Regions from separate parts of the Mus musculus genome. Here all the other regions are linked to region 1. A link is a contact called in public Hi-C and promoter capture Hi-C data. All regions are on one chromosome and are shown on one strand. The core of a region is the stretch at or near the end of the contact, and the rest is flanking DNA. Distances in the headings are between cores, read along the strand shown.

Region 1 (5,827 bases), core at 1,777-4,276:
TATGTGTACATGTCTGTTTATGCATACCATTAAGGGTGGCTTCAGAGTACAGAGCATCAGATCTCCAAGTGAGTCACTCAAGATTGGTGCGAGGATACAAACTCTGGTATTCTGCAAGAGCAGTATGTGTTCTTGACCACTGAGCCATCTCTCCGGCTCTCATGGATGAAGCTTTAAAATCATGAATTGTGGTTTTGTTCCCCAGATCAGTAACAACAGAACTGCGTTAAAACAGTTGTTTAAAAGATCCAGTTGCCGGCATTGCCTCTGAGATACTCTAATTTGGGGAGAGGCATAAATAATATGGCTTTTACATGCTCCCACTCTGTGCTGCGTGGCCAGAATGTAGTTAGAACAAGGTTCTGTACTTCTTCTGTACTTTTTGTTCAAGCACGTCAGTCAGTTAACTATTTTAAAGCTAATCTAGTAATTATCCTGTCCTCTGTGCTTATATATCTATGAAATATGCAAGAAAGCAAAAGGACAAGGTAAGAATGAAAAACACATATTTATTAAATAAAGTTCTTGTTAAAATATAACAGACACTGGATTTGAGCAAATGCTGTTTTGCTATTCTGGAATATGGACACTGTTAAGGCCTCCTTCTAAGTTTAGTTTATTTTTGGTGGTTTTAACCATTGTCAAAGTAAAACACCAAAAAAAAAAAAAAAAAAAAAAACCACTTCACAAAAACTGCAAATGGATAAGTTACATTATTAGCTACATATTTATATTTTAATATCATTTGTTACTATTAACTTCCATAGTCCCTCATATAAGTCAGTAGCTCTTGCAAACGAATTATGCAGTTTTCAAGTTTTAATAATTTTAACCAATAGTCTCACAATGAAAGCATTAAGATGTTTCATATGGAACCTTATATATGTTGATTCTTGCCTATTCAGACCCAAATAGGACCCATTTTCCATTAGGTTTAATAACATTTCATAAAGAACTTCATAGTTTGTATAAGTGCAAACTACAAAAAAGTTTTTTTCATGCTCTAGCACTACACACAAACACCATAATATGCACACATATAATCTTCACATATACCTTACATAGATTATCTGTATGTATAATCTGTATGTATAATTTACATATATATGTAAGCATCACATACATATTTTGCTGGCCTCTTGGTCATATCTGATTGAGTTAGCATTGCTCTTGATTCTACTATATTACACATACAGTATTTGATTACAAATTATGATTAAGAATTTGATTATGAATGTACTCTGGGGTCTGGGGATAGAGCTCCGTTGGTATAGAGTGCTTGATTAGCATGCACTAAATCCTAGGCGCCAAGCTGGCAAGAAGACTCAGTGGTCGACAAAGCTTCAGTTTAATCCTGGAACCTACATGGTGGGAAGACAGAACTGATTTCTAAAGTTGCCTTCTGACCTCCATACACACAGGCCTTGGCACAGGTACACATAATACATATGTGTACACACACGCACATGTATTCTGCCTTGCACCCTCAGTACTCTTACGTGGGAACTATTTGCTGCTGTGGTCCAGAGCTCAGAGCTCAGAGCTCTTTACTTTTTTTTCTTATTGTCTCCAGGCTTAGATGTTTGTTATTTCCTCAGCCTGGAAAACTTGCCCTGTACACTAGGTTTGCTCCTTAACTTCTAGTCTCAATTCAAGGTTGTTTTATCTGTTCGTCCTCCCTCATGGTACATAAACTGTAATACAACTCTAATACCACCTGTCTTACCTCATTAATTTTTTCCTACTTTTCATGACCCAGCATGCTTATTACCTGTGCATTTATTTACCTATTGCTCAGCTTTCTTCACAAAATAGTATTTTAAGGGCCAGAGCATTGCATGTGTAGTTCACTGCTATATCCTTATCGAATGGAATAGTATCCGGCTCCGACAAGGCAGCTGGTAAATATTTATGAAGTAAATGAAAATAGATGGCACTTTTCTATTATCTCCTCCGCTAAGTTAGATGTCTTCCTATTTTTAAAATGTGTTTTGCTTGTTCCGTCTGTTCAAAGAGTGTCATGCTTCTCCTCAATTGCCAGCTTAATTTTTAAAAAGTAGCTAAAGGGACAGTTCTAACTAGAACTGTCAGCTTGAATTTTGTGGATTCCAAGATTGCCTCTATTCTCTCCCTGAATTTCAGAAGGAAATGTGTGTATAGCCATGTCTCCATATTTCCCGTGGGAAAAGCCTCAGCTTCAGTCAGATTCTCAGAGGCTCATTGCACAACTCCAGGGTTTGAGTTACTCTGCTCTCCCTTGAATGTTGTTCAACTAAAGCCCAACACGCTTTACAGGAACCTTATTAGGGTCCCGACCAAACCACCTGATCTTGGAAGTGAAGTTCCTCAGAATTGAAAATAACCCACGAGGCGAGTCTCTAGCTAAATGTCTCTGCTCAATCAGCCAAGCTCTCCTGTGATAGACACTTCCGCCTCTGCCAGACTCGTAACCTGTCAACTACGTTTGTCTCTTGACGTCTGTCTGACTCACCGATTGCTTTAACCGGGATTGTGAAAGGTTTTCTAAGGAACTGCGAGCCTTTCGGCGCCAAGGACTTACTTTGAGTACTCGCTGAGTTCCTTTCCTACTGATCAGTTTTTCAGGCGTGTGCACATACCATGCTCCCCTCGCCCCTGCCGTGTTTCTTCGGAGATGTCCACCCTTCTAACCATGGTCTAGGGGGAGGACGCATCTCTATTCCAAAGCTGTCCTGTCTGTCAGCTACTCATGACTGAATACCTGGATTTGGACAGGAGGCTTCTGTCAACTGGGCTTAGTGATAAGAGGTGACTGCTGTGGCCCAGCGCAGGACGGTCTGAAAATGGGCGAAAAGGCTGTAGGCTCAGCCTGGGTTAGAAAACCCGATCTCGAGGAATGAATGCTGGTGGGAACCCGGAGCTCCCTGCTCCCTGCGAGGGGAGGGGTCAGACTCGGGTCGTGAACTGGGACACTTCTTGGGGAGCCAATAGGAAAGCCGGTCTCAGGTAGTCCCTCACTCGCCCCGCCCCGCCCCGCCCCTCGCTCCGCCCCGGCGCCGCGCGTCGCCAGGGCCGCGGATGCGCGCAGCCGTCCAGCTTCCGGAAGTGCCTCGGTGAGGGTGGTTAGGGCCGAGGTAAGCGCGTAGTTTGGGCGGATCGGAGGGCTAGCCGAGTCCTGGGGTCAAACCTGAAGTCGCTTCAGCTCGCGCACTGTCAGGAGCGAGCTGGGGCGGGGACAGCGGTCTCAGCCCCGTGCCTGTCGCGCTCGCGGACGGCAGGCGCGTGCGGGGGAGGGGACTCGGGGCGGAACGGAAAGTGGACTCTTCCGGGTTGCTCGTCCCAGGAGAGGGATCGGGTCTGTCCGGACTCCGGTTGGACACTGCCAGGTGGCTAACCGCTAGTTACTGGCCCTCAGTGATAACCCCAGCTACCCCTTGCAAACCCCCAGAAGGCTGCCCTAGCTCTTCCTGGGCTTGAAACGTTGCTGCTTGGAAGCCCTGGAGGATCCAGAGCTGTTAACTTTGTTTTTTGTTTTTGTTTTTGTTTTAAAGATTTATTTATTATTATATGTAAGTACACTGTAGCTGTCTTCAGACACCCTAGAAGAGGGGGTCAAGTCTCATTACGGATGGTTGTGAGCCACCATGTGGTTGCTGGGATTTGAGCCATCTCTCCAGCCCACTTTTAATACTTACTTTACAGGGCTGTCAGGAGGGTCATCAATGGCACAAGCAAAGCCTACAGTGGTCTGATAAACAAAGGGCCACCTACATGTGCAACCCTGTGTGCAACCTACGTGTGCATAGAAAAATTGCATTTCACTTCGATTTCTTAAAGCGTCGGTAATACAAATATAACTGATAAATCACGAGTTTCTTCTGTGAGGAGTGAGAGGTAGAGTCTCATCCGGACACAAATCCATACGTCTCTCTATAAGGTAATTTAATTTTGAGTAAATGGACGCCTTGTCACAGATGCCTGGGTGGTAGCCACCAGTTGGCCTCTACTGCATGAAGTAGTAGTATTAATATACAATTTAAATGTGTAAGATTTAGTTTCCCAGAATAGCGCTTCTTGAATAGTCTCCAGATTTGTGTTAGGAACTAATTCTGATCAATCTGACAGGTAGAAATTTTACTGACTGAAATTTTATTATTTTTGTAAAACTCAGGAAATCATTTAGTTAGTGAAGGGGTTTTGTGTATTTCATTTCTAAAAACAGAGCCTTCTTTGAAAGTTGTCCTCCTAAGCCAGTGATTCTCAACCTTCCTAATGCTGAGACTCTTTAATGCAGTTCTTTTCATGGTGGTGACTCCCAACCATAAAATATTTTTTGTTGCTACTTCATAACTGTAATTTTGCTATTGTTACAGATTATAATTTGAATATCTGTGTTTTCCCATGATCCTAGGTAACCCCCCATGAAAGGATCTCAACTCATAGGTTTTGAGCTGCTGTTCTAAGCTCATAACATTTGGTCAACTGTGATTTCAGGATCATTTTGTGTGAAAATATATTGTAATTTCCATTGCGATGTCTTTGACCACTGATTACTAATTTCTACAAGTTGGGATTTCAAGATCCCTTATTGGTGTTGATTTCTCATTTAATTACATTCTGTCCTGGCTAGTTTATGTCAGATTGAGTCATCTGAATGGAGAGAACCTTAGTTGAGAAAATGCCTCCTTAAGATCTGGCTGTAGGGTATATCCTTAATTAGTGATTGATGGGGAAGGGCCCATGGGTTGTGAGTGATAGCATCCTGGGCTGGTGGTCTTGAGAGTTCTCTAAGAAAGCAGGCTGGGAGGAGGAAGCTAGCAAGCAGCACTCCTTCAGGGCCACTGCATCAGCTCCTGCCTCCAGGATCCTGCCCTGGTTGAGTTCCTTCCTGTCCTGACTTCCTTCAGTGATGGACTATGATCTAGAAGTGTAACCTGAATAAACCCTTTCCTCCCAACTTGCTTTTTGGTTGTGATGTCTCATCATCATAATAGTAATAGTAACTCTAATTAGGATATCGTGGTTACAGAATACATACTTGAAGTTTCCAATTGTATGAAATGTGTGTACATGGTTTGTTTTCCTGAATATTTCTTATGGACTTCATTAAGCATACTAGAGCTGTGGGGTTTAGCTTTGGTGGGTACTAGAAGTCAGGACAGCACCTCACTCCTTTAATATCAGCATTGGGGAGGCTGATGCATGCAGTGTGATTGTCTTGAATTCCAGGCTAGACTCTGCTCCAGAGACAGACCCTATCTCAAAACAGCGACAGCCCCAAACACCTATCCTCAAACACATACCAAATAATCAACAAAAAAATTGATACTAGGTGTGTCTACACTTCTATTTCTTGATGTTCTGACCCATCTATTTTAATGACATGCCATCTTTTTTGTTTGTTTGTTTGTTTGTTTGTTTGTTTGTTTTGGTTAGTACTATTGTAGCTACACTATTTATTATTGATGAGCCAACACATTTCTCAAAATGAAATGACAACCCCCTCCTTTGTCTTTGTGTTGGCTAGTTTTATGTCAAGTTGGCACAAGCTATCGTCAACTGAAGGGACCTCAATTGAGAAATTGTCTCCATTAAGATAGGGCTATAGGCAAACCTATAGGGCATTTTCTTAATTAGTAATGAGGGAGGGCCCAGCCCGTTGTGAGGAGTGCAACCCCTAGTGGTACTGGGTTCTTTAAGAAAGCAGGCTGAACAAGCCAGTAAGTAAGGTCTCCATGGTCTCTTCCTGCCTCCCCGGTTCTTTGCCTTTTTTGGGTTCTTATCTTAACCACTTTGGATGCTTAACTGTTAGGTGAAAAGTGTTCCTGAAACCCTTTCCCCCACAAGT
Region 2 (5,659 bases), core at 475-2,974, 3.0 Mb before region 1:
TTGAACAGGTCATTAAGAAAAAAAATGAGGTAGGATGGTCCCCTAGTTCAGCCTCACTGATGTCTAAAGGAAGCAATCAGGACACAGACAAGCACAGGGAAGACGGCATGAAGGACGGGAGGGCAAGCCAAGGAGTGCGGTCTCAGAAGAAGGCCACGGCATCTCCACGCGTGGGAGCTCACCCTTGCAGAGGTGTCGGGAAATTAACTCCTGTCATCAAAGTCAGTCAGTCTGTGGCACTTTGTAAGGACAGCCTGAGAAAATGAGGGCACCTCATTTAGGAACAGTTTTATTAGCTGGATGTGGGGCTAGTTTAGCAACTGTCTCTTCGTGGAGATCACAGAGTAAGATACGGGGCCTAGAAAGGCTGGAGAGAGCTGTATGTGGAAGGGGACAGTGCCTTCCCTCTTCTACCCGATGGCCCCTTCCTGTGCCCATTCTCAGCCAGCTCCTGGAATGCCCTAGAAGCGGACACTGGAGGGTCAGGGTTATAAACATCCATCAATTTCTGTGGTTTCAGAACCAGGATGCTTGCACAGGGTGGCAAACACAGAGACCATGCGTTTCGCAAAAGAGAAAAATCATATTTGAAGGCAGCTGAGCTGAGCATGGAAGGGGAGAAGCACAGTTAGATCCACTTCCTGGAGGGTGGGGTCTGGTGAGGATTTATGAGATAGGGAAGGGTGGCTGAGAGGACCATAATCGGTCCTCATGGCTCTTCGTGGGATGCATGTTCAGGACAGGTCAGTGTTAGAATGTTCTGAGGGCAGAAGTTTTGGTCTTCTGATGCCAAAAGGTCACCCACTAGTTACCTGCTCAGGTCCAGATGAGTCAATTTCAACAAAAGGCCATCAAGTTTCGGAGAAGCAAGCCAGACAACTGTTATCATCAAAGCCCACATGTTAGAGGTTTATGGCAGAGAGTGGAAGGCCAGGGCCCTGTCCACTGGGTGGCTTCTCACATGAGTGAGTTTTAAAAGTCAACCAGAAGTGGAGCTAGGAGGACGGTTCAGTGGGTAAAGTGCTTGCTAGGTGTGCATGGCCACCTGCAGCCATGCAATGGTGCTTATCTGTAACCCCAGCACTGGGGCAAGAGTCTAGAATATCCCTCTGACTTGCTGGCCTGCTGCGCTAGGTGACCTAGCGTGTTCCAGGTTCACTGTGAGGTCCTCTCTCATGAAATGAGGTGGAGAGCAATTAAGAAAGACACTAGATGTCAAACTCTGTCACACACACACACACACACACACACACACACACACGACTAAAATAAAACAAAAGTCTGATAAAAGCAAGTTATTAAAAGCAGATAAAGCTAGATTGACTATGTCTGTCTGTCTGTCTGTATGTCAGGTTTTGTGGTGGTGGTGGTAGGACCAAGCTGGTGGCTCATTTAGGATTAGCAGCTGCCCTATTATCAAAGTCCTTACATTTTGGACCCCTTTAAAAATATATGGAGTAGAGAGAAGGGGAGGGGGAGGGGAGAGAGAGGGAGGGATGGAGGAAGGAGAGAGAGAGAGAGAGAGAGATCCACCGCAAAATATGGCTTGTGGGACCGCTCAAAGCCGCAGAGGCTTACAATAGAGCTCAGGAATCTTGCCCTTTTTTCCAGTCCCACAGGCACACGTGGTCTCCGGAAGAGCCTATGGGGTGTGCGTGAATGAGTCCCGTAAGAATAGAAGTTTCAGGGCTGGGCTAGGAATGAGAATGAGAAGCCTGAGCCAAGGAACAGACACAGGAGCCAAGTGGCAAGGCAGTTCTGAGCCTTGTCACTGTGGCTGGCTACTAGCCAATCTGGAGGAGCCTCGTCCTGTCTGAGTAACTGAGCTTCCTCGGGAGGGAGGAAACAGTTAATGTCTCAGGGCAGCTGCAATCTGCTAGGCGTGGCTCTCTGGTTTGACTTGGGCTACTCAGATCCTGAGCCAAGGGACCGCGAGGAAGGACGCCTTAGTCCTTAGTCCGCAGAGCCTCCACCAGATGGCTGAATTGGATCTGATTGCCCCGGGGCCTCTGACCGGGGTCACTGCTCACCCTTTGGCCCCTCTCGGCCCAGACCCTGTGTCAGCTATCCCAGCAGAAAAAGAAGATGCGGACCCTCTCAGCAAGTCAGGTGAGGAAACCCAGGAGCAGGGTCATGACCCCGCAGAGGTCGGGGCTCCTGGTGAAGAGGATCAGATCTTGTGTGACTTCTGTCTTGGGGCCAGCAGAGTAAGGGCAGTGAAATCCTGTCTGACCTGCATGGTGAACTACTGTGAGGAGCACCTGCGGCCACACCAGGAGAACAGCAAACTGCACAGCCACCAGCTAACCGAACCCGCAAAGGACCAGGATCTACGCACCTGCCCTGCCCACCACAGCCCTTTGGTTTCCTTCTGCCACACGCACCAGCAGTGTATCTGCCAGGAATGCGGGGAGGGTGAACACAGAGGCGACAGTACTGTCTCCCTGGATGCAGCCCGCAGGAACAAAGAGGTGAGTAGTGGGGTCTGTCGCCTGGGAGGGACCAGTGGGAGGAGGTGTCCCCAGGGAGAGGTCACACATGCTGCATTTGTGGCTCTGTTGATGCCAGTTTGTTCCGAGTCAACAGAGGAGAACTTTAGCGGTAGTGCCTGGGTGTTGGTTCGCTGTAAGTATCTATAGCCGCTGGCTTTGGAAACAAAAGTGGGTCACTGTCCCCATCTCAGTGTCCCTGTTGCTGTGCGGTCTCTATTGTCTCTGCCAGGCATAGGAATTTCCTGCTGTTTCTAGTTAGAGTTTAGTAATGTGCATTTGGGTGTGTGCTGTAGAAGGTTAGCCTCAGGAGTGTGGTATTTCCCTCTGGCAGGATCTGTGAGGCATATATCAACCCATGAAAACCTTGGCAGAAGTCCAAGGGAAAAGAAGAAACCTCAGACTTCATTTCTCCTTTTCTTCCTTCCTCTCTTTCTTAACTTCTTTCTTTCTTTCTTTCTTTCTTTCTTTCTTTCTTTCTTTCTTTCTTTCTTTCTTTCTTTCTTTCTTCCTTCCTTCCTTCCTTCCTTCCTTCCTTCCTTCCTTCCTTTCTTTTTTTTTGAATCGCAAAACCACAAAAGAAGCTAACACAAAATGCTGCATTCAAGTAAAACAAAACAAAACAAAACAAAAACTGCCAAGATAACAGAATTTGAAACGCACACGGAAGTTAATGCCAAGGGCGACTTAACTTACTGGAGAATAAAGGTTCCTTACGGGATAGGCTGGCAGGAGCACCTGAGAAACACTGTGCTCGAAGTCTGAAATTTTACTTTTATCAGATAAAAAAGTCATTTCTGAAGCACTGCTTGCCTTTATCTGGAAGCCAAGATCCTGGATGAGACATTGGGGGTGGACCCCCGCAGCTTTCCCACTTTGAGTTTCTCCCACTTTGAGTTTCCCCAGTAGGAAGTAAGGTTGACTCCGCCCACACACAGGTCCTGGTTCACGCTCAAGGCAGTTCCCTCTTTGCACTGTTGGTTGGCACACCCAGAGCCTTTCTGTGGCATGTGTTCCTGGGCAGTAAAGGAAAGTGGTATCTGGGCAAGGAACTTTCCTAACCAGGGTATTTCTTTTGTTCCTGTACCAGAGGTAGACTCTCTCTAGTCCTGGATGGGTGTAGTTCTGCAGAGTTCGACACTCCAGATGCTAATGAGTCACCATTTCCGGCCCAGGAAGCCACTTGTCAACTGTTTCCAGTGTTTCTAGTATCAAGGGATGTCCTATACGGAAAGTATGGCAATCAACAAATACATCAAAGGAAAGGGACCCACCCAACTTGAAAATATTTTTTGGTGTGGATTTTCCCATCTGATATTTCAGTAATTATTAGGTGAGGGCTCTGAAGGTCTCTGTTGTACTTGTTCAAAGTTACGCAGTTGATGAGCGAGGCATGGAAGCTTCTGGAACACCATCTTATTAGAGAAAAATGAAGGAAGACCCTCAAATTGCAACATTGTAACTTTAATATTTATTCATTTGTTTTGTATGTGGGTGTGTGTGCATGAGGATGCATGTATGTGAACATGTGTGTTGAGGCAGAGGTTAACCTCAGGCAGGGAGTCTCCTCAGGAGTTGTCAAATTAAAAAAAAAAGCTCACTATTCTCAAAAATATCCTATAGGTATGCAATGAAATATGATTACATGTATTCGCATATAATTATATTTTCTCCCCCAACTCTTCCATATCCCCCCAATATGTCCTCTCTCAGCTCAATGTCTCCTCCTCCTCCTTCTTTTTAAATATAGCTGAATAAGTCTAGTTAATGCCTCTTTGAGCATGGGAGTGGGGCATCCACGGGAGCACGGGAACCCTGCCAGACCATATCCTCAAAGAAGAGTGTTTCTCTCTCCCTTAGGAAGTCTCAACTGCCAGTAGCTCCTTGGTTTGCTTGAGATGGAACAGGCTTTCTCATTTGGACTGAAGCTAACCAAATAGGCTGGTCTGACTGGCCAGAAAGACCCAGGGATCGACCTGTCCCTGCCTCCCCAGCACTGGGCTATCAGCACCTAATACTATGCCTAAATGTTTTGTAATCTGAACATATTTTAGATTTGTTTTATGTGTATATTTTGCCTACATATATGTATGGGCACCACCTGTGTGCCTGGTACCTGTGGAAATCAGAAGGAGGGGGTGTCAGTTCCCATGGAACTGGAATTATGAACTGATGTGAGCTGTCATGTGGCTGTGCTAAGAACCAAACCCAGGTCCTCTGCAAGAGCAGCAAGTGTTCTTAATGGCTGAACCATCTCTCCAGCCCCCAGCTTTAAAAAGATTAATTTATTTTATTTTATGCATATGGATGCTTTGTCTGTATGTATGTTTGTGCACCATTTGCATGCCAGGTACCAGAAGTACAGACCGTTGTGAGCCACCCTGTGGGCGCTGGGAATTAAACCCCAGTCCTCTGGATCATAGCCAGAGCTCTTAGTGGCTGAGCCATCACTTTGGCACCTCCAGTTTTTTAAGATGTGAGTTCTGATTATTGAATTTAGTTCCTCATGCTTGTTCAGCAAGCATTTCACCAACTGAGCTATTGCCCCAGACCTAAACAACAACAAAACCATCACACACACACACACACACACAAAATCTGGTATATATACATTAAAGACATTTGGCCTCAGCACGTTACTATTCTCTTGGATATAGTGTCTGAATTTTACTATTTTCTACTTAGAAAGTCTGTGCAGGAGAACATTAAAGAAAAAAACCTATCAAATAATGTAACAGAGTAGAGAAGAAGTTCTCCACCCTGATTCTAGATCCCACATCCTTTCCCTCTGATCAGAACATCTGTTTGGTTTCTTCAGAAATGCTCTGTGCCAACACAGATGCAATATAAAGTGAAGTATAGGCCACCTCATGTACCATGGAGACTTGGGCGATAGCACTTTGGGTAGGAGGAGCAGTGTGGAGCACAGACAGAGCCCCAGATGTGGAGGAGCAGTGTGGAGCAATATGGAGCTCCAGATGTGGAGGAGCAGTGTGGAGCAGTATGGAGCTCCAGATCAGACATCTTAGGAGAGAGCTGTGCAATACAAAACGATCTGAGAGGCTGTGGGGAGGTACAGCCTGTGTCATGGACCGTTCTGTTTTTTGCTTTGCTTCAGAGAGGTGTCTCCTTTGCATCCTATGTCCTTCTTGTCAGATAGTGGGGCAAGC
Region 3 (6,485 bases), core at 3,440-5,939, 2.2 Mb after region 1:
TTTTCCTCACCATGCCACTCTTTGCTCCGTTTTGGAATGGAAATTTATATTCTGTGTTATCATATGTTGGTGTATGCAATTGGCTTTTGATTTTGCTGGGAGTTACAGTTAGGAGATTGCCTCGAGACCCAGAAGAGACTTCGGACTTTTAAACAGTATTGAGACTGTGAACGACTAGGGGGACTTTGGCAGTTCCATGAGATGCATCTACATTATGATATGGCTGCCAAGCCTATTGGGGCTAAAGAGTGGAATGTGGTCCTTTGGATGGGAATAGCCTGCACAGGCTCGTAAGTTTGACTGCTTGGTCCCTAGTTAGTGGGACAGTGTGAGAACATTTAGGAGGTTGGCCTTGTTGAAGATGTGTCACTACAGGTTGGTAGTGAGGTTCAAAAGCCCACACCAGGAACAGCCTCTTCTCTCTCTCTCTCTCTCTCTCTCTCTCTCTCTCTCTCTCTCTCTCTCTCACTACTGCCTGTGGATAAGATACACATTTTCAGCTTCAGGGCTCACCCTCTGACACTGTAAGCAAGTCCCCAGTTAAATGCATTCTTATATAAGTTGCCTTGTTCACGGTATCTCTTCACAGCAATAGAAAAGTGTCTTAGACAGGTGTGCATGTCTTTAGTTATAGTTAAGATTCTTAGCTGCAAACAAAAAGAGTCAACTCTGGCTCAATATAGCAGACAAATAAGTTCAAGAAAGGAACACAGCATTGATAGGAAGTGTAGAAAATCTACTTGAAAAGTGGGCAGTGGTAATGAGAAAGCCAGGCCACGTGACACAGGACCCAGGCTTCCATGATCCTGATGCCTGGGAGACTCACAGTGCAACAGTGCTTCACTCCCTCAAGAGGAGAAGTGGTATGTGTGTGCACGTGTGCATGTGTGTGTGTGTGTGTGTGTGTGTTGTGTAGGCCTGAGGATAATGTTGGATTTTTTTTCTATGGCCCTTCACCTTATATTTTGAGATAAGGCCTCTCAGACATAATGGTTGGTTAGGCTGATTCTGGGGTTCTGCCTGTCTCCTTCCCAGGCCCTCCAGTCCTGGGGTTACATGCCACCATGCCCAGCTTTTCACATGACTGCCGAAGACCCAAACTCAGGGTCTTCATGGTGGCACCATAACCACTTTATTGATGAAGCCAACACTCTTTCCTAAAGGTGGTGTAATTGATTCTTCTAGAAATTGCAGATGAAAAATGCCTTATTTTCAGGCTGGTGAGGTGGCTCAGCAGTTAAGAGCGCTGACTGCTCTTCCAAAGGTCCTAAATTCAGTTCCCAGCAACCACATGGTGGCTCACCCGTACTGAGATCTGATGCCCTCTTCTGGTTCATCTGAAGATAGCTACAGTGTACTTACATATAATAATAATAATAAATAAATAATAAATAAAAAATAAATAAGTCTTTTAAAAAAAGAAAATGCCTTACTTTTATCTTCTTATGTTTATATATATATATATATATATAAATATGTATATATATATATATATGGCCTTTGCTTATTTGAGAAATAAAAAGTGATGTCACTGTTTTAATAACACTTTTAGGCTTTTAACGGATAGACATTTATATTTATGATTACTAACATTGTTATTATTGCCATTATGTTTTTCAGGAGCTTAGCTCTTTCTACAGAGCCAGAAAAACAAACCATATGGTTTATTTTAGACTCTGAGCCATACGGCCGGTGTTGCAGTCAGTCATCTCTGCTAGTGTAGTGTGAAAATAGCCATAGACTGCACCAATACAAAGGACATGGCTGAATTCCAATGGAACTTTATTTACAAAACACACAGTGGGACCAATCTGGCCTGCAGATCCCTGACCGATCTGTTGTTGTTGCTTTTTTAACTTATAAGAGCTCTAGATATAATGGAAAAATCGGTTGAATGTGACCAGACTCTCAATAGCAACAGCCTGATGTTTCCATATCTGACACAATTATATTCTGTTTGTTTACTTGATAAGCTCACATCAGAGTACAATACCTGGTACAGTTACATATATGCATCACCGTTTTCAAATTCAAGTTTAATAACACAACTGTTACTATGAGTTCTAATTTTGCATTCAACTTCTCAACTTTTTTTTTTTTTTTTTTTTTTTTTTTTTTTTTTTTTTTTTGCTTTGGCCATCCTAGAACTCAGTACTCAGTATGTAGATTAGGTTGGCCTAGCATATGATTAATTTCATGTGAACTCTAAACTCTGACCTCAAAGTCTAGTCCCCGCCCCCGCCTCCTCCCCCTTCCTGGATCTTCACTCTCCATTTCTCAGCCCCCCCCCTTTTCTGGCCATTTGCAATGATCTGCACCCCAATCCTTAGCCTCTGGTTAAAGACTATTTAAATTCAAAAAGAGTCTTTTCACAATAAAAAAAATCAGTCTTTTCTTGGCTTCTTTCAATAAATAACTTTTTCCCACGGGCTCGGGAGAAGTCTAGGCAAGAGTGTACACAACTCTTGCAGAGGACCTGACCTCACTTCCTAGGACATACCACCTGTAACTTCACTGCCACCAGATCTGGCGCCCTCTCCTGGTCTTCACGAGCACCTGCACTTACATGTCCATTCCTCCACCCCATACACATAATTAAAAATAAAACAAGGAGCCCGAGAGTTGGCTCAGCAGTTAAGAACCCTGGCTTCTTTCCCAATGGACCCAGCTTTCATTCCTAGCACTCACATGGGACTCACGTCTGTCTGTAACTCTAGTCCTGGGGGATCTGATGCTCTTTTCCGGCCTCCTTGGGCACTGGTTCACAGATATGCGCTCTGAGCAAAACACCCACGCAGGTTTTTTTGTTTGTTTGTTTTTTTTTTTAAGCAACCCTTTTCCCAAACTTTGATACACTTTAAGATTCTTTCCTTACTGTGTTAGCAAAAATTCAGTTACAGGCTAGAGAGATGCCTCCGTGGTTAAGAGCATGGGCTGTTCCTCCGAAGGACCAGGGTTCAATCTCAGCATCCATATGGCAGGGCAAAATACTAATGCACATAAAGTAAATTACTTAAAAAAAAATCAATCACAGATCTTGTGTGTCTTTGCACTGACCGGCTCACCAGAATATTTTTTTGCAGTTCTCCAGGGATCACTTCTTATCGGTAATATTTGTCCATCTCTACAGACAGTGTTGGCTCAGATACAGAAAACGCTGGCTTTCAATTAAAGCAGCACAGAGCAACGAAGACTCAAGAGTTAATGCCAGGAGCGCTTAAACCTTTATTTACTCTGTAATCGTTCCGCACCGCATCCTTTCAACGGTAAAGCTTTCAGGCACTACATTCGTTTTAAAAAATCAATTTTCCCCCTAAAATTTAACTCCTTGCCTTTTCGCTACACGCCAAACACGACCCCCAATCACAGCATTTCTCTCTCAATATTTACCACGACAGTCACAAATAAAGTGTGAGCACCACAAGAAGGCCCCTCCAGAATTAAAAAGGTTTCTCCCTTAATGTCCTACTTCCCTTCTATCCTGGTCTTAAACCTTTGAGTTCTTACTTTGGGAAAGACCCTTATTCATACTCCTACCGAGTTAGGCTCATTTGGTCTCTGGAGGAGCTTTATCTGAGCTCTTACACCCATGCCAGTTCCTGAGGCTCAGGAATGAGGCCCAGATCTGCCACCATCCTGGGGCGGGTGGTGCCTGGCCACACTCTTGCCGCTATTCCCACTGCCTCTCAGGCGCTACCAGGTCAGCGTCTCACTGTCCCTGAGGCATCAAATCATGGTTGCTCAAGGTCTCACCATTGAAGCCGATCACAGCCTGAAGCTCCAGTTCTGCTACATCCAGCTCGGGTAAAACTTGTTCTTCCATCCTGGAGAGTTTCAGCTCATTGATTCTTCAACTCCAGGGTGCAGCGTCTCCTGGTCGTCATGGTAACTGGCGCACGCATGCGTGCTAGGTTCATGCAGGAGCAGAAACCCAGCCCACTGTGTTTGAGTTGATTTCCCCTCTTGCAAATGTTGGGAGGACTTCCTTAGTATGTATTTTATCCATTCTGGAAATGTAGGTGGTAGGTTGACGCTAAGTGCACAAGGTAAATTTCCTCCTCTCCCGTGTACAGGTCTGTGACTTTTTAAAAACTATACAATTAAGCCCCTCGTGATGATTATTAAAAATAATTGAACACAGAATAATTGAGCACAGAGAATTGCCTATGATGAATAGGTTGCTATAAAAAACATGGCATTGATACTTCTTTTTAAAAGAAAAATTTAAAAAAATCACTAAAAACGTTTTAGTACAGTATGCAACTATTTTTATGTATGTATGTATGTATGTATGTATTCATGCATGTATGGTACATATGTTGCCTGTATGTATATTTCCTGCCTCAGCCATCCAAGTGCTGGAATTCCAGGCTTGAGTTATCACACCCAGCTTGTCTTGCTGTTTTGAATTAAGAAGAAAAATACAGAGAGCCGGGGTTGACGCGTTTCCATTCCCTGGGAAAATGTTTTGATTCTGCTCAACAATTTAACTATTTTTCTTGCGTCCAGCAATTCATGTGAATTAACAAAAATAGATTCTTGCTACCCACTCCCTTAGGGGTGCGCTCTGGGTAGCGGGGACGTCGTTCTGAGGTCAATTAAAACAGGTTTCACTTTGCAAACTCTGGGCTCGGGTCGCGCACTCTCCGAACTGCGGGGAATGAGCCGCACGGGCCGCCGTAGTCAGCTGCTACGAGCAGGAAGTGTCCCAGCTGCGGGCGGAGACTGCACCATGGCCCCGGACCCCTGGTGAGTTGCCGGTGATGGCAGCAGAGTATGGGGATTAACTTGGGGGTGGAACTGGCTTCCAGGGACTGGCAGAGACCCTGCCCATCTTTGAGCTTGAGGCTGGCGGCCTTAGGGATGAAGATCAGCGAGAATCCTCCCCCTGTTGAGGGGACTCAGCCACGTACTGCCTACTCGGTGCTAACTCTGTGGTCCTAGGGTAGGCTATGACCTGGGGGAGCTGGGACTTGAGCAATCGAATATTTGCCCCCCTTTTCTGGGGCTTCTTGCCCATCATGCTTGTGGCTGACTGCATGCATAGACTTCCCCAGGCTCCTGTAAAAGTGAGGTCAAAATAACCTTTTGGTGGGGTATCCCTTCACCCAGTAATCCCCAGAAAGGTTATAAACTGAAGTTCACACTCCATGGTCACCAGTTAGTAGCTAGTTGGGCACGGGTGCTATGGGCTTTTCACAGAAAACTTGTAGGACATTGGGAGGGGAAATTTTGCACTTTTCCTGCATCAGTAGCATGAAGACTTATGTCAGCACGAAGTAGGAAGTGCCTGATAAGGTCCATTTATTCAGCAAAGAGACCCCAAGGAGAGAATGATGAAAAACATCTTTGTACAAGGAACAAATTGCTATAAAGTCCTGACCTTCCTGATGAATAATTTATAACACTGCATTCCTATAAAGTTTGTGTTGGAGAATATGCCTTATGGTGGTGTTTCCGGTACAATTTGTAGTTGTTTGATGGCAGATAAATTTGAATATTAAGAGAGTGGATCCCAAGGTCAGAATTAGAGTTATCTGGGATCTAGGCTATTTGGGCCAGTTGCTGAATTGTTTGTTGTTGGTTTGTTTTTCAGTGTCTCGGGGAGCCCAAGTTGATCTTGAATCCCTGACCCTTTTGCTTCAGTCTCCAAAATGGTGGCTCTGCTACCAAGCCCAGCCAAGTGCTGAATTTTGTCCTAAAGTTTTAACTATTGTATACACCCCTGGTAGAAAATTGAGAGACTGCTGAGTATCTGAAGGGAGTAAAAAGCACCCCTATCCCTCGGAAGCAATCAGTGCTCACCTTTTTTTCCAATGCATTTATTGTTTGGATCTATATCCTGCTTGTATTTTACAAAGCAGGGAGGGAGCATTTCTCCATGTCCTTAAAAGGTAGTCTTAAAAACATGATTTTTAATGTGTATCAGTGCATCATCTGAGTGTACATAACTTATTTCAAATTTTAGCCCGGTTGTAGAACGATTGTTTAGCACACGCAAGACACCCTGGGTTTGGTCCCCAGCAAGACCAGAAAGCTTTCAGCTGGCAAACGAGAAAGCCGCTGAGTCAAACAGTTAAGACTAACAGTAAAAGAGTTGAAATGCTTCAGTGTCTTGGGTAAAATTCTCCCGTAAGTCTGATCTCATTAGACCCCCGTGCCACGCTGTGCAGAGAATTGACTTCTGCTCATCTGTCCTGCTTGCACTATACCTTCCTCCCAGGACCACCGCGTGGCAGAACGTGCCAGGCATGCTTTCTTCTTTCATCTTTGCTTATGCCATGTGCCTTCCACAGTGCTTAGACTCGGCTCCTCCTTCCCATAGGGAAATCTGCTTTAGTCTTGTTTAGAGTCGGCCCAAATTGTCCTCTTGTGGCCCAGCCCGTACGAGTGCCTCTCTCATCAGTCATCTCTCCTTTCCCCAGCTCTAGAGGCACTTAAGTTAGGTCCCGTTCCTAAGCAACAGGATTTAGTTACGGGGTTTT
Region 4 (5,701 bases), core at 2,262-4,761, 2.9 Mb before region 1:
TCCATTTTGGTTTAATTTAAAAACTGAGAAACTAGAAAGAGGAGATGGAGAAGCAGGATCCTTCCTGCTGCTTCCTGCTGACTTTGTGGTGATGTGTCTTTGGGGATCCTAAGAAAGTGGGGATGTTTGTTGGTTCAGTCTCAGGAGAGTCGGCTGCTTCCTTGCTGTCCAGGGTCTGTGGACCCCGTGCAGGCAAGAAGGTGCAGGCCTAATGGAGGCATCTGTGAGAATAGACTGGAATATCTGTGGGTTGCTTCTTTGGAGCTGTCCTGGATGTAGATTTTGAGTAAACGCCTGAACTTGGCAAGATGCTGAAACACATATACATATTAGAAGCAGAAAATAAAGTTAAGTAGGTTTGGGGAAAAAAACTTTTTCTTAGTCATACATTTGAAACCCTTAGGTCTTTGTGGTTGGGGTGAGAGGAGTCCCCAAACTAGGGAACAAGGGGGGAATCCCACTCTCTGGAATAGGTAACAGGTAGGAACTTAAGTTATTGATTAGCAAGTATACTGCCAAATACTGCTTTCATCCAGGATGTCTGATGGTCTGCCCTTTTCAGCAACAAGACCTCAGTGTGCCTTTAAGTGTGCCTCAGACTGGCTTCAAATTTCATGTATTTATGGCCCCTCCTCTCCACAGAATACTGACGTGCTTCTGTTTTGTCTTTGAATGAGCAGATGATATGGAAACTCCTGTAGGCGAAGTCAGTCATCCCTTGCAAAAGCTCTGGAAAGTCCCTATGACACCTGACCGATTCCTTCTGACTATCAGTGCCTTGCAACAAGCCCACAATTCTGAAGAGTTTGCCTATCCCCATAGGCCCAGACCTCAAGTCATTGATGCTTGGGGGCCTTCCATTCCATATCCGAGGAAAGTCCTATCACTCAAAGGAAAATCAGTTCAACACGCAGTTGATCAGCTGCGATCCAGCAATCTTCCTACAGGTGTGAGACAAACCAACATTCCCCTTGAAATCCAGAAACTTCAGCCCAACTTGAAAAAGTCCTTGCACAGTCCCAGAGTCCAGGCCACTGTACCCCAGCCCAGTCTTATCCGTCCCAAGGTCTCTGACAGCTTAAGGGGTGACGAGCACTTGACCAGTTCAATTGATGGGACAATGCGCCGTGCAGGCCCCCTGACCAGCATGCAGGTCATTAAACCAAACCGAATGCTCGCTCCTCGAGGCGGCACAGCCACCCTGTCTCCCAAGAAAGAACGGCCTCGTTTCTACACAACCCTTGATCCTCTGAGAATGAACACTGGGTTCATGCTGATGACTGTGAAGGAGGAAAAAGAATTTGCTGAAGCCAAGATGAAGGAATATGAAGCCAGTGTATCCACTAAAGAGGTCGACCCAGGAAAAGCCAGCAAAGCTGCGTGGATCCGTAAGATCAAAGGCCTCCCTATTGATAATTTCATGAAGGAAGGGAAAACAGCAGCCCCCGAACTTGGACAAAATGTGTTTATCTAAACCAGGCTTGAGAAATTACAGCAGCATTACAACAAACTGAAAACTAAGTGAGTGTTGGTTGTCCAGACCTTTCTTTTTTGACATTGCTTTGGCAATTCATATGAAGCTTTCTATGGCTCAAAGAATGAGTAGGGTTATATTAAGACACCAGGAGACAGGGAGAGAGTGCCAGCATTCCACTTAGTGAGGTGTAGGCAAGGTCACTGAGCAGTTAGACTCCATTCATCACTACCAACTTAGGGCTATCGTTGCTTCCAGAAACTTTTGAACAGTAGCCATCAGGATACTATATAAAAATCTCCTGGTATTTTTGCAAAGACTAAAACTCAGTTTTGGTAAAGGATATGGGGAGATCAAAAGGCAGACTTGTATTTAGAACACTGCATGTGATCTAACGGGTCAGAACACACTCCATCAGAAGAAAAGGAAAAAAAATGAAGAAAATACGCTTCATTTTCTACAAAGGAGGCTTTACTCTCAAGTATATTGAGACTCCTATTTAAATACTCAGGGGGTGCTGTCAGGGGCAAGGTAGGTAATTTTGTAAAGAGTAGTTTACAGGCTCACTGGTGGATATGCTCACAGAAGGGCTCAGGATCTGGACAAAGAGTACAGTCCCTACATAGAGGCTCAACACCCCAGGCAGACTTTCCCCGTCATTAAGTTCCAGTTCTTGAGGGTGAGGGGAGATAGGGGCAAGGCAGGAGGACAGAGCATCTAGTCAGTTGGTACTAGGAGGCAACACCCTGTTTCAAAAGCAAGCAAAGAACCCCCCCCCCAACACACACACACCAGTCCTCCAAAAAGGAAGACAAAAATCCTAACAAGTGGGAAATTCACTTTCTTGTCAAATGCTCTATATCTTAAAATATGGTAGTGAATTCAAATTGCATTCATATAAAAAGTGAGAACCAAAAAAATTTTTTTTCCACACAACCTCACAACACAGGGTGGGCCACCAAAATCTTTGTCCAAGCAGGTTAGGACATAGGTCATTTGTCCAGCTTCACACGAAGATGCGCAATTACCTTGCCTGCTTTCTCTTTTTTGGGAACTAGGTCCATGTTTCTTCATTATTGTAACACTGGGTTTGACATAGTCCTGGCAAAGAACCAGATAAAACCCCGGGTTCTGTGAAGAGTCCCTTCAGTTAAGAAAAGGTGAGAGGGACATTGCATGAGCCTCCAACAGTCTGACATAGTTGAGCAAACAGAATATCTCTATCATTACAGTTGCAAAGATGGCTTTAAACTCTCTGAATTTGTCTCGAAAAACCAAAAAAAAAAAAAAAAAAAATCTCTGAATTTTAGGTCTAGGCATGATCATGCCATCAGCAGGTGACTTAAAACAGTAATAAAAGCAAATTTGTGCCACTTTACTAAATGCTCTGTAAAGCCATCACCGTCCTTCCCACTTTACAGCCGAGGAAGGATGTACATAGAGATTGGTTATATAATTGGTACATGGAGGGCAGAGGCGCGATACTGGCCTCTCTTCTTGTTCTGAGGTTATGCCCCTTACAGCAGTACCCTCACTGCTTACGCTAGTCTTCTTGTCTCTTTCTTACTCGGTTTTTTTTTTTTTAATTTCTTTCCAAGGACACATTTATTTCTCAATTTTCTTTAACATTTAAATCGCTTAAGAAAGACTATACTAAAATACAATACATTTACAAGGTTAAATTATAAAGCTCCGCCTCTCTCAGGGCGTCCCTGCTGGTGGTAATGACTCACAGTTTGTACTTCTTTGGTAGCAAAAAACATTTTCCATTCATAACCCAAGAAACTTCGCTTTAGAACCCATTAAGTTAGCCAGTTTATTCCCAAGCGTTTTGCTTTTCCTTAGAAGTGCAGCCCTTGCCCCTGCTCACGCTTGCCCCGCCCACCTCCACCTCAGCCCCTACAGAGTCTCTGCGTCAAGGCCCCGCCCACACACCCCGCCTCCTACCGCCCGCGTCCGTCGCGTGGACCAGCTCTTTCCGCCCCGCCCACTATGGAGCCCCGCCCCAAGGTATGGACCCGCCTATCGCCTTCCGGTCTCTGGAGTTGCGCCCTCCCACCAAGTGGCTTCCTGGTGCGCTTGTGACGTCGGCTGTAGAGCTGGATCGCGTGGCAGCTTTGCTGTCGTGGCTCTCGGAAGTGGGGGGCGGGTTGGCGCAGGGTCGTCATGTTGTCGCAGGTGAGGGATGGCGGCCGAGCGCCGGTAGCCGGTGCTTGAGTTGGGGCTGGGGGTCTTGCCCAGTCGCCCGAGGCTGTTGGGTCCGTGTGCCCGCCCACTGCCTGAGCTGTAGGAACTGCAGGTGGGTGGGTAGGAGGGCCAGCCCCGGGCAAATTGTCGCTAGAGGGTTTGTGGACTGTGAGGGATAGGGTGCACCGGCGACCCCGGAGGCACAGAGGCCTCCTGTCAGCGGGTGTGGAGCACACTCGCTGCAGGATCTCTGGGTGTGAGGTCGGGGGTAACCCGTCTTCCCATAGCCTGCCCGGATGAGGGGAATGGCCTGTAGGGCCCTGATACACAAGTTCAGGGCGATCCTGTAGGGAGAGATTGCCAGAGCCTTGGGTTCCAGTGTTACTACGCTGTACACAGATAATCACGATGGTTATCGCCTTTGTACCCGTAGAGGTCGATGTAGCCAATTGTCCTTCGGCCAGAGATTAGTACATGTAATATATTTTCTTCCTTTAAAATTTTACTGTGAAGCTGGGCGTGGTGGCGCACGCCTTTAATCCCAGCACTCGGGAGGCAGAGGCAGGTGGATTTCTGAGTTCGAGACCAGCCTGATCTACAGAGTGAGTTCCAGGACAGCCAGGGCTATACAGAGATATACAGGCTATACAGAGAACCCTGTCTCGAAAAACCAAAAAAACAAAACAAAAAAACAAAAAAAATTTTTTTTTTACTGTGAACTCCCATGTAGATTGTGTCACACGGGTTTCATTGTCAGGTTGGGATGTTCAAGGAGATGGGATCTGCAAAGGGCAGGATGGCTGGGGGTGGGGGTTGGGATGGGGAGAGGTTAGGTTGGGGAACAACATATTTTCAGATCATAATAATAAAGACATAGTGACATACCAAGTGTCTCAGGATGGGCCAACTAGAATCTGTGATAAGAAAAGTCTACTTTGTGGAAATGTGGAGTAGAAAAAATTCATTGATGGTTTCAGCTCAGCTCTGAAGGTGCATTTAGATCCGCTTCTTCCTACTCCTAGGTCTGTGACCATAAGTCCTTCCACCTGTTGGGCATTTGACATTTTTTATAGTCATTACCTTCCTTCCCCCAGGCAACCTGTGCATTAAAATTTCTCTGCAGACTTAAACATCTGTTCCCTTGTGGTTTTTGTGTTTTTTGGTTGTTTTTTTTTTTTGTTGTTGTTGTTTTTTGTCTGATAATTTTCTTTCTTATTACCTAGAAGCAGCCCCTCCCCCTGGTATTTTCATACCAACCCCCTCCCTGCATCTTTGCTAATCACCCACAGGTTCTTCTGTGGATCCTGTGTACTCCACTGTTGGGTTACAGCTGGTTTACCTTTGTTCACTGGGAAGCATTCATGAGTTGCACTGTTGGTAGCCTTCCATTGTTCCCTCCCCTTCCCCGCCCCTCACAAAATCTTGTTGGTGTTAGCTCAAAGCCATGCTTTAATTTCTTCTTTTTTTTTCACCCTTCTCCAACTGATTATAACTGTCTTGACTCAGTCTTTCAAGTGCTGGCATTACAGGCAGAAGGGGCCACAAGTGTACTCTATAATCTTAAAAAAGTAAAAACTCTCCATATAACATCTTGGATGTCTCTCCATTCATTGTCCTTAAAACCCGTGTGCATACTTGGAATTCGGTCTCATCCATTCTAGTTGGAAGTTCTCCATTCCCTGCCGCTCTGTATCCGTTGTTCTTGCCTTTTTCCATTACTTACACCCCAACCTGTTCTTAGGAGTTCACAGAAGGGTGTTAGAAACCCAGCAGTCTTTTAGGAGTCATCTTAGCAGTAGCATTCTTCAGGCGTTGGGATCCTCCTGGGAGCACTTTATCCCTCTTCCAGGATCATCGATTTGGTGTGAGAGGTTTTATATATTAATTAGAAAGAGCTACTTGAAAGAATAGGAAGAAAATGATGGAGCAAGTCCTAGAGTCACGATAGTGGTTATTCAGCCTCCGATAAGAAGAGAAAGCATTGTGAAGGAGCCAAAAGCCATTTAAGTGTATCCCCAGTAGCTTCAGTTTTCTCTGTGA

Evidence for each region. Promoter capture Hi-C pulls out the DNA fragments that hold promoters and counts their contacts. Hi-C and Micro-C count contacts between places; a contact is called where the count stands out from the background.
Region 2: a promoter capture Hi-C map of pre-B cells shows a contact between it and region 1. The contact joins the promoter of Trim16 here to the promoter of Zkscan6 in region 1. A contact is called at or near these places in 1 of 39 promoter capture datasets (pre-B cells) and 1 of 115 datasets of contacts at active chromatin or transcription factors (large pre-B cells).
Region 3: a promoter capture Hi-C map of pre-B cells shows a contact between it and region 1. The contact joins the promoter of Stx8 here to the promoter of Zkscan6 in region 1. A contact is called at or near these places in 2 of 39 promoter capture datasets (liver and pre-B cells).
Region 4: a Hi-C map of B cells shows a contact between it and region 1, with 6 read pairs. The contact joins the promoter of Tvp23b here to the promoter of Zkscan6 in region 1. A contact is called at or near these places in 1 of 39 promoter capture datasets (pre-B cells), 1 of 484 Hi-C or Micro-C datasets (B cells) and 1 of 115 datasets of contacts at active chromatin or transcription factors (thymic regulatory T cells).

The regions. Positions count from the first base shown.
Region 1 is chr11:65,804,149-65,809,975 of GRCm38.p6, forward strand. Zkscan6 (zinc finger with KRAB and SCAN domains 6) reads left to right here and starts at 3,027. Exons shown (of 7, transcript NM_001302374.1): 1 at 3,027-3,113.
Region 2 is chr11:62,818,529-62,824,187 of GRCm38.p6, forward strand. It overlaps Trim16 (tripartite motif-containing 16), which reads left to right and starts at 1,725. Exons shown (of 6, transcript NM_053169.2): 1 at 1,725-2,471. The coding sequence starts at 1,977.
Region 3 is chr11:67,961,769-67,968,253 of GRCm38.p6, forward strand. It overlaps Stx8 (syntaxin 8), which reads left to right and starts at 4,690. Exons shown (of 8, transcript NM_018768.3): 1 at 4,690-4,749. The coding sequence starts at 4,733. Cfap52 (cilia and flagella associated protein 52) reads right to left here and starts at 3,874. Exons shown (of 14, transcript NM_027963.2): 1 at 3,754-3,874. The coding sequence starts at 3,823.
Region 4 is chr11:62,875,944-62,881,644 of GRCm38.p6, forward strand. Tvp23b (trans-golgi network vesicle protein 23B) reads left to right here and starts at 3,512. Exons shown (of 7, transcript NM_026210.5): 1 at 3,512-3,652. The coding sequence starts at 3,641. It overlaps Fbxw10 (F-box and WD-40 domain protein 10), which reads left to right. Exons shown (of 13, transcript NM_001033669.2): 13 at 681-1,519. The coding sequence ends at 1,474.